Regions from separate parts of the Drosophila melanogaster genome. Here region 1 is linked to region 2. The links are chromatin contacts, called in public Hi-C maps. All regions are on one chromosome and are shown on one strand. The core of a region is the stretch at or near the end of the contact, and the rest is flanking DNA. Distances in the headings are between cores, read along the strand shown. Region 1 holds the start of cwo (clockwork orange). Region 2 holds the start of drn (doctor no).

Region 1 (3,065 bases), core at 180-2,679, 1.0 Mb before region 2:
CGGATTGTTATTTATTTAAGAAAGATTCATTTGGTTTAATTTGTCGTTCAGATACGGATAAAACTTTAACAATTTTCAACTAATTGGAGAGGGCTTTCGGATTGTTGCACATTTTGTGATAAGTTTTCTCTGCGTGCTTAAGCTAAACGCGCACAGGTGAAAGTGAGTGGTTCGATTTAGTCATTGGATTGGATTTTATTTGCTTTCGACTTGCAGCGGGATCTGGCGATCTGTGCTGAGTATACCTACCTCTCATACTTGACCGGATGGGCGGCATGTCCGTTCGTCTCGTTCCAATAGGGCTCCATGGTGGTGCCAATGGGGCTCCTGCTCCTCGATCCACAGACGGAACCGCTCCGCACGCCTCCGCCTCCTCCTCCTCCGGCTGCTTGCACTGGAAACGCACCGAATCCGCTCCTGGGCAGTGTGAACGTTTTGTGGAGCGCCTGCTGCGTCTGCTGCTGCGTCGACGTGGTTTGCTGCAGTTGCGGTGGAATGGTGGAAGTGCTCCTCCTTACGTCAGTGCAGAAATAATTGTGAGATAAATGCCGGGGCGAATTTATGGGCGAGCAAACAGGTTGTCGAGTCGACGGCTGTGCGGCGAATTCACTGCGCGGCGAGTTACTTTTCTCTTCAAAGCTGAGATGAGATATTTTTCTTTCGGGTACTTTTTCACGTTTCACGTCCCGGATTTATATTCGAAATTTTAGAAGGGCATTACGAAGCGGGGTGTTTATTTATGTTGGAACGAGTGAAAAATGCTGATAAGTGTGTACCGCCTGTTTACTCTTTTTCGCTTATCACTGGGTGTGCGTTTGCTAGTGTTTGGGTGCGATAACGATAGCGATAACGTGTTTACTCCTCCTCCTGTTTTTCTTTCGTACTTCTCCTTCTTCTGTTACTGGAGCTTCAATTAAGGTGCACTTGTTGGAACAATTCCTCCTCGTTCGCGGTATCCACACAAAAAACAACAGAAGAAACGCAAATAGTGTCGGAAAACGTGATTGCGCTGCGCGGTTTTTTGTTTAATTTTTGTTTACACGTTTTTAGCTTTTATCAATTTTATGCACACACTGTTATTTGTTTTGTTAATATATATGGTACATGAATAGAGCCACAGAAAACAATAACTTCCTTTCGTTTCACAGTGGAATTTTACCAGCCGCCTCTATATACACACACACACCGATATAAATATATGTACGGGCGAGCGAGCAACGTGATGCGTGTGCGTGTGTTTCACTATTAAAGCACGTATATATAGGTATGTATCAAATTTGTTGTTGCCCCTCCAGCTAATTTTGCTGTTTTTTATTTGCTCTCCCTCTTGCCTTATTTTTTTGTATTCAATTTTTGCACTGTCACGTCACCCGCACCGAACTATTTCCCAAACGTCTGTTCGCGACAAGAGACAGAATCGAAATGAATGAATAAAACTCGCTGGCGGCACGAGACCCCAAAAAAGAGACGAGAGAGCGCCAAATTAATGACGTGCACGCCAAAGGAGAAGAGAGAGCAACATGTGTTGTTGGGAGAGAGAATAGAGATAAGGCTTTTCGTGTGCGGCGAACGTGATTGCCACAGTGGGACAGAAACTCAAATTTTATTACCACAAATTCCCCTGGGAGATAAGCCCAGGGGATTCCTACGACATGATTGGCAAATTTGACAGATTGCCTTTGTTTAGGCAGGGGATATGTTTAGCAGCAAATCAGGCACTAAAATATAAAGTAAGTATACAATTTTCAAAAATCAAATGTTTATGAAATTTGTTAATTTACATGTATCAACCATTAAACGTAACTATTGCCTACTTTAAGGGTAACAACTGGCATACAAATGTATATGCCGACATACCATAATATGATTATATTTCAAGAGACCTGCTTTTAAAGGGAAGTTTTTATAAGTTTGAAATGCATTCTAAGGCAAAATCGCAAAATACCCGATTGGCTCCACTGTGCAGTCGACATTTGGGGGCTTGATGACTAGACAACACGTACTCGCAAACTCACGGCACTTACAAAACCACAAGCAGCGTTGTTGTTGTTGCAGATATTCATAAATGAGTTGCGTGTGAATTATATACATACATATGTACATATATTTATAAGCATTTAGTTTGCCAAGCCGATACCAATATGGTTATGGTTAACTTTAAGTGCACCAATGATTCTCAAGTACGAACTCTGGAGAGTTACCGTTACAGTCTCGGGCTACAAACAATATAACATGAAACCGAAAAAAAAAACAAAAAGAAAATTTATGTGCATATATACTACGAATAACTAAAGAAAACAACGACGCAGAAGCTCAAGGCGAGCAGCAACAACAAAAGTCAGCGGCATACAATAAAACACGTGAAACGTGACAAATTCCAAAGCGAAACAGAAGTCAACTGGGCGGCGGCTGCGTGAGCGAGAGAGAGAGCGCAAGAGAGCGCAAACTGATAACCGGCGCTTGGCAACAACAATCCCAAAGCAAACAACACTCACATATACTCTCTACTCGGCCGACATTTTGTTTTTATTACAGAGCGCAACAGTCGCGACTTTTGTTGTTGTTTCTGTGAGGGCTTCACTTTAAAAAACGAAATAATAATCAAACGCTACATTGGCCCCCTCTCTCTCTCACACTCTTGATCCATTTGCTTTTCGTTTTTAATCGAGACACGTTGAAAGTGGCAAACTCACTAAAAAGTACAAAAAAATAATAATAAATAACAACTCAAAATTCGTGGCGCATGACGTAATTTCTCACGCGAGCCGAGCATGTCAGCGATTTGGCACACACACAAGCGCACATCTACACACACTCACACGCACACCATTGCAGCACTCAGGTTTGTTGTTGGTCACGTGTTGTTGAAATGTTTTCGTATTTACAAAACGCTGTTGTTTTTGTTTTGCGGTTGATTCGGATTTAAACAGTTCGAGCTCCATAACTCGAACTAATATGCTATATAGTTTTGCTGGAAGAAGTGTTTAATTTTATCGCGAAAATACCAACGATTTCTTTTTTCAAACAAAGGAATTTAAAAGCGTAACTAGTTTTTATAACAAACC
Region 2 (3,393 bases), core at 29-2,528:
ACCAACGTGGATCTGATCCTCCAAACGCGAAGTGAAGTCTCCAAGCACTCTAACAGAAATGAGCGGACCTCGCAACGCTTGATGACTGCGACTGGCGAGCTAACAGAGCTCTGTTGGTGGCAATTTGGTGATGAGAGCGTGAGTCTGTCACTCAACTTCTCCGGTTGAAAGCAGTTAACAATACCAGGAGTATGTAGGATTGAAATGATCGAAATGATTATTATTTTCAATACATTAGCTATAAAAGAAACACTTATTTATATAAAATCGAATACAATGTTTGTTTAAAATTATTTTCAATTTGTATTTTCTCCTCTTGACAATAAAATCAAACGCAAATTGGACCGAAATGTATGTAAAATAAAATTCTTATCGTGACACGACGTAACATAAACTCATGGTCTCATCTCTAGCCCAAACGAGCGCTGTTAACGCAAAAAGAGCGTTGATTGCTGGTGTGGTGAGAAAGTGGTTAGGAAAGGGGAATGAAGGATGACAGGCTAAAAAGAAATCGCCAGTCAACGGAGAGAAGCCATGTAGGAAATAAATTAAATGTGAACCGAGCAAAGATGGTCGAAAATGCGTATTTCCAACGAAAAACACCACGCTATGTTAGCCCAACAGTGCAAAGTGCACACACAATAAGATTGTGGAAGGGGAACAGAGGGAGACAAGAGACAAAAGACCAATGCAACGATAGAGAGTCAAATTTATATCGAGTCCCTGCCAACAAACCAAAACTATTTCCGCTTACTGGGCGTTTCAAGAAACCTTCAAACGCGCTTTTAATAATCTTTATGGTTTTTCGTATGACTTTAAATTGGGCGACGACATAATTTCGACGACGCCATATTGTTCGCCAGCCCAAAGAGAGCTACAGCGTGTTAACAGCCGCAGAGAGCGAAACTGCGCTGCTGCGTCATCAATGCAAACTGCGCACTTTTTAAAAAAAATAATTTTAATATCAATTTCTATGCGTTCACCGAACGGGAAACAAAAGTATTAATGTAGAAATCGCCTAGCGTATGGCGATTGCTTTGTCTTCCCCAATAGTAATCTTTTTGATAACAGTGCCATATTGTGAAATGGCTGTTGGCTGGCCGTGGTGAGTATTTGCCGCAGTTTAACAGGCCTGAAATTTGGTTTTCCAAATCACCCTTACCAAGAGAATGTCCGTTTTGAGGTGCACTTTGTCCAATTTCATTACTGATGTTTCAGAACATTTGTAGTCTAATTTCGTGTTTTGTCCTTACTGAGAATGGAATGAAGCACAAAAGCTTAGTGTTGATTAGCTCTGAAATGCAGTGCTAATAAAAATTATACAGCACTGAAAATATGATTGCCCAGTTTTTGCTCATTACATTCTTTTTGTCTATTTTGTATATATCTAATAAATAATACTTAGAATGTTAAATACAATTTAGGAAATATTATTTTCAATAAATTCATGCATACATTTATTAAATATATATTAGAGGGTATCGTCAATCCGACCACGCTTTCACATCGAAATGTTATTTTGTTGCGATCACTCGCAAAGCAAATGTAAAATCAAAAGCAAATTAAAAAGTCAGAGTGGGGCTAAGAATTCGCTTAATTAGAGGTCATAGGCTCCAATGAGATCGTGTTCATATAAATAATATAAAATATCACTTACGATCCGTAGATAGATACCAGTTTGTAAAGTTTCTCGACAAATATTTCAGCTATCAAAGGTCGCACCTGCCTACGAAATTGGTTCTGCACTAGCCTTGTTGTGATGACAAACAAGCCAAAATAAAAAGCAATAAAGAAAAAAAACCAACCAAAAATAATAACAATTTAAATGAACAGACAGTAAAAATACGCTAGTGCTAACGAACTTTGTAAACTTAAAGGCAAGGTTGCAAGCAGAAAAGCTCCAAAATTATGCGAGACGTACAAAGGCAAACTTAAAAGCGAGCGATACTAAATACTACGTAGTATAAAGTCGCTGAGCGTTAAAAATAAAATATCAGACACGCAACAGCGACGGCTGCCAGCAGTGTTTTCTATAGAAAACGAAAATTATTTCCTGTTTTCAGCAATAACAACCGCGCGTGAGGTGGAAAACGAAAATATTGCCCTGCAGGCGGAGATAACAGAGTTGGGGGTGTCTAACAGTCGTGGTGAATCCGAAACGCATTTGGCCATTGCATTGCAGTTTGTTTACCATCACGTATTAGCCACAAACCTTATAGAGTATGTACATACACATACATACATGTGTATGTATTTATACGTATACCCCGTAGCTTGCCCCATGAAGTTAAAACGACGCAGTTGTAAGAGAAACCAAGACGAGGCGGAGATACAAAGGGGCCTCAAACAATGCGTAAAAAAGGTGATTGATAACAAGGTGCGCCTTACAAATGTTCACTGTCTGCCCTCCACGAGCAATACAGAAATTCGTTTAGACCTCCAATCCATACGAAATTCTCTGCGCTTATCTATTTAAATGCTCTGATTTGGGTAATAGATTTGTATAGATTTGTATGTATGTATGTACATTGTAGCAGAATTTAGCGAGACTTGCAGTATATAAACGTACATAATAATTCCCTTTTTATTGCTTAATAAAAAGAAGCAACTATCTACATAACTCTTCATTTACCTTTAATTTTAGCAATTTTTGGTAAAACATATTACTTATTTGTCACAGTGTCTATAATTATGCTGATACAATTGGAGCTACAAATAGAGGGTGAAACGTTTTTCGTGCACACAGTTGCACTTTATGTAAACATGTGGGCACACGCACAAGGTTGCGGAAGAAGAAAAAGAAGTGCATTGTGCAGTCGAAAAGGAGAAGGAGCAGAGAAAGAGGGCTAAAAGGACAACCATAGAATGAGGGAGCAGACAAGCTTGGTGTATTTTTGGCACACTATCGCCCCCTGTAGCTACCTCTCTTTCTCGCATTCGCTTATACCATTTCGCTGTGGTGCATTCAACCTGCTGGTGAGAGAGACAGGTGCACTTACAGTTCCTCGCGATCAACAGCTGTGTGAGTGATTGCGAATCGGGCAATTACTTAACTGCGTTTGCGAGATAGGGTATCTTAAATTAATATTGTTACAAAGTATTGGAGCTGATAGGATTTCATATTTTATTGTATAGTTTCTGTACTCCAAAATATTTATATTTTCTATAAGATAACTTTCAGTTGGAGCATACTAACTTTCGTATATGGTAACGTATAAACATGATCGTAACTAAATTTCGCGTAAAAAATATATTAAATGATGATGATGAGCAATTCACGTGAACAGAGAAGGAAGGCTAACACTGGACTCGGAGACAACGCAATTTGCTGAACTTTAATGCGTAGCAAGCCAAATCGAAAAATGCAGTAAACAATGAAACATTGCTAACGGC

Evidence for each region. A called contact is a pair of places that touch in the nucleus more often than the background predicts.
Region 1: a contact with region 2 is called in a Hi-C map of the Kc167 cell line, with 2.6 times the contacts expected there. A contact is called at or near these places in 2 of 107 Hi-C or Micro-C datasets (both in the Kc167 cell line).

Annotation. Positions count from the first base shown.
Region 1 is chr3R:10,386,622-10,389,686 of dm6, reverse strand. It overlaps cwo (clockwork orange), which reads right to left and starts at 1,429. Exons shown (of 4, transcript NM_080036.3): 1 at 250-1,429. The coding sequence starts at 308. lncRNA:CR44938 (long non-coding RNA:CR44938) reads left to right here and starts at 2,302. Exons shown (of 2, transcript NR_125128.1): 1 at 2,302-2,842.
Region 2 is chr3R:9,338,539-9,341,931 of dm6, reverse strand. drn (doctor no) reads right to left here and starts at 1,278. Exons shown (of 5, transcript NM_001275480.2): 1 at 1,163-1,278. It overlaps lncRNA:CR43301 (long non-coding RNA:CR43301), which reads left to right and starts at 1,940. Exons shown (of 1, transcript NR_048352.1): 1 at 1,940-3,393.